Linked DNA regions of Mus musculus: region 2 is linked to region 1. The links are chromatin contacts, called in public HiChIP or PLAC-seq maps. All regions are on one chromosome and are shown on one strand. The core of a region is the stretch at or near the end of the contact, and the rest is flanking DNA. Distances in the headings are between cores, read along the strand shown.

Region 1 (4,857 bases), core at 2,231-4,730:
GTGTGTAAATTATGTCATAATGGCACCATCAGATCTTCCATAGTTTGTAAACGTGCTGTTGAAACAAGCTCTACTATTCACTTGATAAAAATGACAGAGATATTTGAATATTTATACATGTTTCTTCTAAGAAATGTTCAATGAATAGCTTTCACTTACTCATATAACTATCACCAGCACATACATACATACATACATACATACATACATACATACATACATACATCATTTCCTTTAATTATGAGGCAGCTCCACTCCCACCCCAAGTCTAACAAGTGCAGGTAAAATGCCTTGCTGCTTCAGGTAAAGGTCAGGGAAATCTTTCCTAAGATATGTAGCCTGTTTTGCTGGGAAGGCAAGGAGAAGACCAAAGGGACCTGTTCATTTCTGTCATTTCTCAAAACAAAACAATAGCTTCTCCAATTCCAAACCCCACACCAGCTTTAAGTACCTGAATCCCAGGATGTCACATTTTGGAGTAAAGTATCCTGAACTCTATGGCTTACTTTATTCATGGTATAAAAGTGAGTTATAGTTTTAATATAAATGAAGGAAAATATGTTAGTCTATGTTTTATGAGTGGTACTTAGCATTCAGAAACATTTCCCAGGCTGGTCATTAATTTTTTTCTTTTTCCTTAAGAATTTTTTAAGCTGTGCATGCCATATCTACTCCTGGATTAATGCAGGTCTACTTCCTGAGTAGGATGGACAGGAGGGAGCCTCTGAGCCACTCCACTGCTCTCATGTTACTAAATACAGTGTTTCTGTACAAGGCTTTGGGATGGGTGTAGTGGGTTTAGAAGCTGCATCTGTTCTGTATCTAACCATGTCATTGCAGGAATTTTCTTCTTGTTTGTTGGCATCACATGGTTTCGATGGTTTAACCTCAACATGAAGCTGCATAGGTAGCATGCTTTTGTGAAACAGTTCTTTTCTTGAGCATGTTCACCATCATAGATTTCACTCTGGACATCTTTAGATAAAAACAATCTCTCTTTTACAACTCTGTTTCTAGGTCTATCACTATACTTTCTTCCCCATTCCCCTTTCCCACCAAGAAGGCTCATTTGTTGAAAGTTTGAAATCCAGCTGGCTATAGTCTGCCTAAAACATAAAGACTCTGACCTAATTAATGGCTTCCCACATCATTACTGGGAGGTGGGGCCAGGTTGATGGGAAACAGGTCCCTGGAAAGATTTACCTCATTCCTGGACTGGTCTTGTATGCTGCACTCAGTTTGTTTCTATCAGGAGTGGTCCACTTTGCCCACCATATGCCCTGTCCATCATTCCCTGGCTCATTGTGTACAGCTCCAAGAGCAACAGAGCTAAGGAACCATGAGGTAGAGCCTCTGAAGTACTGAGCCAAGATAAACACTCCCTCTATGTTGTTCTCTTGGGTATCTGCCACAGCAATATACAGCGGATGGACACATCTATTCAGTTACTTTTAAATTTGGACAATTATTTTTGTCTTATAAATTCTGTTCAGTTGGAATATAGCTCTTTGTTTAGTTACTGATGACAACATCTTGTTAATATTTGTGATTCATACTTTTTTCCACTAAGTGTTTTGCATGCAGCAATTTTATATTTTGAGTCCACAGTCAATAACTGCAGTCCTGGGAGGATTTGAGTTCTCTTTTCGCTAAACTCTCACAGTGACTTACTTTCAAGAATGCCTGGTGACCTTTGATCAAGCTATAATTGCTTTAGTTAGTCTGTGGGACTCCTGCAGGCCTAAATTGATCATACTTTCTTTTTAAACAGAATTTGCACCTACTTGTACCAGGAGCCAGGAGGTACCAATGGATTCAGGCCATCTCTGCAAGCTTTATGTGAAAATCTCAAACTATGCACTCCCATTGCCAGCCCAAAGATCAAAGCTTCAAGGACATCACAGCTTTAGGTTTTCCCTGCAGAGAATACTAAACCATCATTTGGCCCCCTTTCTCCACCCACTCTTTCCTTCCTTTTTCTATCTCCTTACCTCTTTCTTTTTTGAGAATACTGGGTGCTTGTAGATGCTATAAGCTCAGCAATGTACATAAAATGGTTTTCTCCCATAGTGGGCCTATTCTACAGAGATGCTCTGAGCACATAATCAGCTGGACATCCAGAAGAGCAGCTGAGATCACAGATTGTATTTATTTGATTTGCAGTGCTGGGGTTCAAACACAGGTACTTGTGTATGGTGGGCAAGTATTCTACTACTGAGCCATACTCCTAGCCCCCAGATTGTGGATTTTAATCAAGTTCTTTGGTTTATCCAAGACTTTATATATCCTTATTCTCTCACCTCAAACACCATGTCATAATTTTCCTATAACGCATGAATAAGATTTTACTGCATATATGTGCAAGTAAACCAGTATCTTTTGGTACAAAATAAGTGTATGTGTTTGTCCCTGACATGGGATGTTTTACTCACTCTATGTCTTATTTTTGCAAGATGTGGTCTCACACTGAACTTGAAGCTCTTGCTTTTGGCTAGGGTCCTGGCTAACAAGCCCAACTTATCCTATTGTCTTTACCTGGATGGAAATGGTGGATTTGAATAACAATGATCCCCATAGGCTATTATATTCTAAAGCCTAGCCACCTGGGAACAGAGCTGTTTGAAAGGATTAGAAAGATTGGGAGGTGTGTCCTTGCCAAAGGAGTTCTGTTACTAGGAGTGAGCTCAGGCCCAGTTTCTCTCCCCCCTCCTCCCCCCACATTGTTGCTGCTGCTGCTCTTGGACCTATATGTAAACTCTCTAACAACATGCATGCCACCATGCTCCACTCCATAATGATAGTGGACTAACCTCCCAAACTACAAGCAAGCCCCCAGTTATTTATTCACTTTCCTGTATCAGAGTTGCCATGGTCATGATGTTTCTTCACTGCAACAGAACTCTAAGATACCAGAGATGGCATGATGAGTTCATTGCTGAGCTTAGCTTTTCACACATAAGACAGGCACCTGAATTCAGGTATATGTGGTGAACACTTTACTGACTTTGCCACCTTCTTGGCCCTGGCACTAATAGATAATTCAGCAGAGGCCACTCAGTGACCATGTCATTTCTGCATAGGAGGGAAGACGGGTCAGAAGAAGGTGATATGGGGTTAGATGATGGAGCCTCCTCTTTGTGTCTCTGCTTTGTTGCATGTGTGCATTTGGCATTGAAGGAAGCTTAGAGCATTGGAGTCACTTACTTGACAAAAACTGATCTTCTTACCTCAAGTAACAAAACAAATGAGACAATAACAATTCTGCTTTCACGCTTTGGGGATGCCAAATACTATAGTTCTGTACTGTTGGAGGGCTAATGAACGAGGCTATATTTATAGTAAAGAGAGCATGGGCAAGGAATATGTCAGTAATAAGGGCTTACACCTTCTAAACACTTATCCTAGTGTTGAGACATGGAAGTAGGCGATGCCTCTCGAGCAGGGTGGCTGATGATCACTGGGAAACAAGAGAGGGAAGTGAAAGTAAAATGCTGGGCTATATCCTATCCACACAGAACATTTACAGTGAAGAAGGCCACAAACAACTAAATATAACTTTCAAGTGAACGTTTGTAAAGTGATAAACATGGGTAGCAGGAGACACTAGGGAAAAACAGCTCTGATAATGTCACTGGTATTTTTTTTCCCCTCCCACAAATGGCAGGATCAGAAAAGTCTCTTCCTCAGGGAAAACTCTGGAATATTAAAATGTAGGCACTGCATGTAATTAAAAGGCAAATGCACTTGACATTTTTGTTGGCACAAACTCAGAATACCAGAACTGGGCCAGTCATCTAAACATGCCATTCAAAGCCTAAGAAGGAAAATTAAAACAACAACAAAAAAATTTAATTTGAATATTATTAGGAAAACAAATAGAAGTCAAGGAAACTCTTTAACAATCTTCAAAAATAAGGGTGAAATATGATCTAAAATAATAAGTAGGACCTACCCTTTGACCTATTTCTACTGCTCTTACTTGTTAGCTAAAGGATTATGAGTGCTTGCTATTTTGGCTCCTTTTAGTTATGAATTTTATTTTCATTTTGAACAGGTCATTTTCCACCAAGGCTTAGATAATTCATTAATCTGGCATATCTCAGGAGAACACACAACAGGGTTTAAATCACATTAATAGAGGTTGCACTGCAATTTTCAAAAGTGTTTATTTACTAAATTAGAGACTGCCCTGATCTGGGATGGAAGAACCAGCCTTAAAAAAATTATTTCGAGTCACAGCTGTTCCAAGATAATTTAGTATAAAGTTTAAATTATTAATATATGTTTTAGAATTTGAGATTGGTTTTTAATCCTAAAATGTCATTTGGCCTCAAGTGAATAGGTAAATAAGAGGCATACGTTTCTCTCTCTCTCTCTCTCTCTCTCTCTCTCTCTCTCTCTCTCTCTCTCTCTCTGTGTGTGTGTGTGTGTGTGTGTGTGTGTGTGTGTGTGTGTGTGTATGTGTGTAATTGGGAAAGGGACTAAACCCAGCTGAAGTTCCTTGCTAGTTCTGGATTCACGTTTTAAAATGGTTCTGATCATCCAAAATTTCCCAATCACCAACTTCTAGTTGTTAAAATATCACATTTATACTTATATCCAATATATATTCTTATATATTATATGGTAAATGTACTTATATCAAATACAGTGATCCACTTGCAGATAAGAAACCCAGTTTGACTCAAAGCTTTCTCCTAGTCTGAACAAGACACTTTTGATATAAGAAAGGTATCCTTCTCTAACATGAAGACTTCATTACCCTGGTCTTCTGATTTCTTGGACTTTGTTGGTGATATTACACACTCACATACATAGACACCACCACACTATATCACATATGATATATATTACAAC
Region 2 (4,345 bases), core at 714-3,213, 130 kb before region 1:
AATCTGAGAGCAAGTACTGTCAACCCATTACCTCTTATGGGTGTGTAAATATATAGGTAGCATGTGTCAACCTGTTTTGTTTTGGTAAGGTAAGACTGAATAAATATTCTTTAATTTGTGATAGGGTTACATCTCGAAAGCCCACTGGGAACTGAAAACATCCAAACTCTCAAATATATACAATACATCTAACACCGCACAATCACAGCTCAACCTACTCTACCCTAATTGTGTGCAGACCATGTACTAGTCACAGTGAGTGAAATCATTTGACAAGATGCCTATTTTATGTTACCAAGTGTTTAATATTCCATATGACTTATTGACTATTGTACTTCAAATGGAAAAAAGAACTGAACGATTTGTGCAATTCCACTACAGTGAAAAGTCCAAAAATTGGAAATCTAACCATGGGACAGACTGTGAGTGGGAAAGCTCACATGCCAACCATTCTCCCTAGTAATTTGACTAGACCCAGTTTTTTTTTGATTGGCTTTAATTTTCCCCTTTTTGTAAGCAAAAATTGATATCCAACTAGGAAATATTTTGAGAACCTTATATGTAACCAAACTTAAAAGGTTTGTTTTGTTTTGTTTTGTTTTGTTTTGTTTTGTTTTGTTTTGTTTTGTTTAGAGACAGGGCTTCTTTCTGTAGCACTGGCTGTCCTGGAATTTGCTCTGTTGACCAGGCTAGCTTGAACTCATAGAAATCCACCTGCCTCTGCCTCCTGAGTGCTGGGATCAAAGAGCTGTACCACCACCATCCAGGCCAAACTAACTTTAAAATGTTAGTATCGTTCATATTAGGGGATTTTACACACTACAGTAAGTTACACCAAAATTCACCAGCTTAGTATTCAACAATCCTCATTAAAATTTACCTTTTCAACACAAATCTTAAAAGATACTCTACAGTCAATAGGCACTAATTTCTTTACCTTTAAATAAAAGTTCCCACCATTTAAGGAGTTTGTAGAGCAGGAAGAGAGGATTACAAGTACAAGGCAAGCTTAGAAGTCCGAACTTGGCAGCATTCATTGTAAGACTGTGCCCTTGATAGGTGCAATCATTTTGGGTGAAACAAAACACAAAACAAGCTTGATAGTGTTTGGGTTTTTGTTTTGATGTTGCTGTTTTTAATAGTTTAAAAACAATAGTCAGCAACATTAAACTTTTTTACCTGATGGCAATTAATTTCAAAGAGTAGGGCAGAGACAGAACATCCTTTGTGCAGACTTGTCGAATGCTTACCAAGAAAAAAAATGGCAAATGGCAATTCACAAAGTTCCACTCCACCTTTCTTAAAGCCTTAGTTTCTTCTTTCTTCACCAGCTGGGATGTGTGTGTGTGTGTGTGTGTGTGTGTGTGTGTGTGTGTGTGTGTGTCTGTGTTCAACTTTCCTTCAGACAACTTGCACTTTGTTTGCTGGGTGTGTATATGTTTGAACTAAGTATCGAATCACTGAACTATACACACAGCCTTCCACGTATTTCTTACTAAAACCTCTCCCACAAATTTCCAAGAGACTTTATAAGAACATTCTATCAAATTAAAGAATTAGAAAAATACTTACCTTCAAAGTAGATGCCTGACTGGATTTCTAGGACCCTGGGGAGGGTCCTCAGGTCAAGGGAGTAGACAAATTCTTCCAGAGATAAAGCCATTGTTGTGTCTTCGGTGGTATATAGACCTGATCTTTTACAAGACCTTGTGGTTTCTAGATGTCAATTGTCTACCGTTCTGTCTTTGCTCATAATTGCCCACACAGGCAGAATGTGAAATGGGAGCCAATCGGGGTAGGACAGCCCTAAGGTGGGGAGGTACTTGTCTGCAGTAGCTGGTCTTCAGTTTCTACCTGGTGCAGGGAGGTCACAGGAAAGCCAAGCCCAGGGCAAACAGCTCAAGCAGCGGAAGAACTTGAGAATAGGCAGGAGACAGTGGGTAAAGCTCTTTTTGTTCTCCCTGCGGCTGCATTTCCTTCTGACACTGAAGTAGAAACACATGGGGGTGGGGTGTGTTTGTCTGAACTGACACTACCCAAAGTAATGAGGTTGGCAAGTTGCTGGTTCTTGTGCATCCACAGCAGTGGCAAAATTGTGATGAAACAGAGTGGCCTGTGGCATGAACACTGGACATGGCCAGAATGCAGGCACAGTGTCTTACCTTAAATATGGCACTATATCAGTTTGTTGCCTCTCTGCATCTGGGTTCTAGCTTTGCATACTCATTGTGCTTTTACATTAAACTTGGTTACAAAAGAAGCTGTTGTCAGCTGTTTTTAGAAATCTGATACTCTGAGGACACATAGAAACCACCTTTTATCTTTACACATTAAAATTTTTGCTGAAGTTTAAAGGGAGGGAGGAGGTGTTACATGAAAAGTGACTCAGGAATTAATAGAGTAAATTGATGGGAACTTTCTGGTCTCTGCACTGAGAAGGAAAGTATTTAAAGCAAAAGTAAATTAATTAATAAAATAAAATAAAAATAAAGCAACAAAACCAAAGAAAGAAAGAAAGAGAGAGAGAGAGAGAGAGAGAGAGAGAGAGAAAGAAAGAAAGAAAGAAAGAAAGAAAGGAAGGAAGGAAGGAAGGAAGAAAGGAAGGAAGGAAGAAAGGAAGAAAGGAAAAAAGGAAGAGAAAGAACTACTTATAAGACATATATTTAAATGTTTGCTTCCTCTTTGAAGCTCTCCTTTTAAATGTAGATTTAAAAACATAAATAAATAAACTGCACAAGCCCCGAAGTCTATAAATTTGCTCTTATGATCTAAACATAAGTTGAAAAATGCTCAAAGCCATAAATAAATAAATAAATAAATAAATAAATAAATAACAGAAACCTTGTGAAACTAATTTTTATACATCAAAACCAATCTTTCTGTTTATTTTGATTTTTGTTTCTTTTAAACAAAATTTTCCTTAGGATATCAGGCTGGGCTCAAACACATGCCAGTCCTCCTTGCCTCTGTCTTAGGATTACAGGCATGTGTCACCACCTCTGCCTTACATCGGAGTTTTGTTGTGGTGGTGCTAGGGTTTTGTTTGTTTGTTTGTTTGGTTGGTTGGTTGGTTTTAAATTTTTATGCTTCCTATTCTTTGTACTTAATTCAAACATCATCTTAGAGGTTATACTTGCAATTTAAAGTGAGACTGTCTATGTTTTGTAGATAAATAAAGGAAGATTGGTTGAAGTTGATAAAGATGAACTATGATGAAAAGTTGTTCATTCTCAGGCTGGATTCTGGACAAATTGCTTGATCATGATAGAGCATCTACCAAATGCTAAATGCTTAAAGCTCTTCAGAGTCATGTTCAGCCCTTGTAACAATTTGCTAGCCTTCATTCTAGGCAAACTTAGGGTTAATGTGGGAAATTCTTCAAGTGATTTTCACTAGTAACTTTTATGTAATCCCTTGAAACATTTTTGTCCCCTAAATCTCCCAAGCTTGATAAATGTAGCTTCTGTCTCATTCTTACCTAAGTCTGGGCCTCTCACTTGACTGAAAACACTATTTGTAGCCTCCTGGCATATTTCATAGGATTTTAGAATATGGAAAGGGCTGCCTCTTGAAAAATCATACATTTTTAGAGTTAGTGCTGCAGTAAGTTTATTTGGTATGTAATCAATGCTGGATTTCATCTGAAATCTTTAACTTATAACTCAAGTTTCTATCCTTGCAGCCAACACTAGAAGAATTCACTATATCATCAGATATTTATACAGATCCAGTATGTCCCTGCTTCTGCTTTTAACACAGAGATCCTTCTTGTATCTCAGAATCTGTTTCTCCTATATCCTCAATCATAAAATTAATGACTCTCCCATCTTTGAGAGTGCAAAGCCAGAAGGCCTAAAGTTGTATGTGAACAGACATTTTCTACAGCTTCCAAATCCCTCAAGCTCTATGAGTGACAGTCCTCAAGGCCACTCCTCTGACCTTGTCCTGTATTGCCATTGCTGCCATCTTATCTCAAATCATTACTATCTCTGAGCTGAAGCATGGTAAAATGAATTACTGAAGTTCAGTCAGTAACAGGAACGATTGGCTTACTCAAAGTCAGACCAATGGGAGTTCAGAAGTAAAGAGACTGTATATTACAGTTTCCAGTTTGCAGAAGGTAGAATTTCATGCCAGTGAGGAAGAAAGATGTATTTAACTAACTATTGTTAAATACCTGAAAGAAAAGATAGTTTCAAAACATCCCGTGAAAGAAAATGAAATGAAGATAAATTTTAAACATAAATTTACATGTAAAAAAATCCAAAGTTAAGTGGTGAGGGAGGGATTGTGAGAGGGAGTGTTAAAAAATAATAATTAATTAATTAATTAATTAATTATAAAA

The links. HiChIP or PLAC-seq counts read pairs in DNA pulled down with a chosen protein or histone mark.
Region 2: an H3K4me3 HiChIP or PLAC-seq map of the SCID.adh cell line shows a contact between it and region 1, with 14 read pairs. The contact joins the promoter of Themis here to the enhancer-like site in region 1. A contact is called at or near these places in 1 of 39 promoter capture datasets (embryonic stem cells), 2 of 15 datasets of contacts at CTCF or cohesin (CD8 T cells and the NIH/3T3 cell line), 2 of 115 datasets of contacts at active chromatin or transcription factors (CD8 T cells and the SCID.adh cell line) and 2 of 9 other capture datasets (adipose tissue and liver).

What each region holds. Positions count from the first base shown.
Region 1 is chr10:28,539,409-28,544,265 of GRCm38.p6, reverse strand. The region is part of intron 13 of Ptprk (protein tyrosine phosphatase, receptor type, K); the gene reads right to left. Among named protein-coding and RNA genes, the nearest start is that of Themis, 130 kb to the left of the region's middle. Within about 2 kb of position 3,480, at least 14 of the 459 cell types and tissues checked have an H3K27ac peak or open chromatin away from gene starts, as enhancers often do. A contact at or near this core is called in the SCID.adh cell line, where this site is marked.
Region 2 is chr10:28,665,978-28,670,322 of GRCm38.p6, reverse strand. Themis (thymocyte selection associated) reads right to left here and starts at 1,963. Exons shown (of 6, transcript NM_178666.6): 1 at 1,573-1,963. The coding sequence starts at 1,663.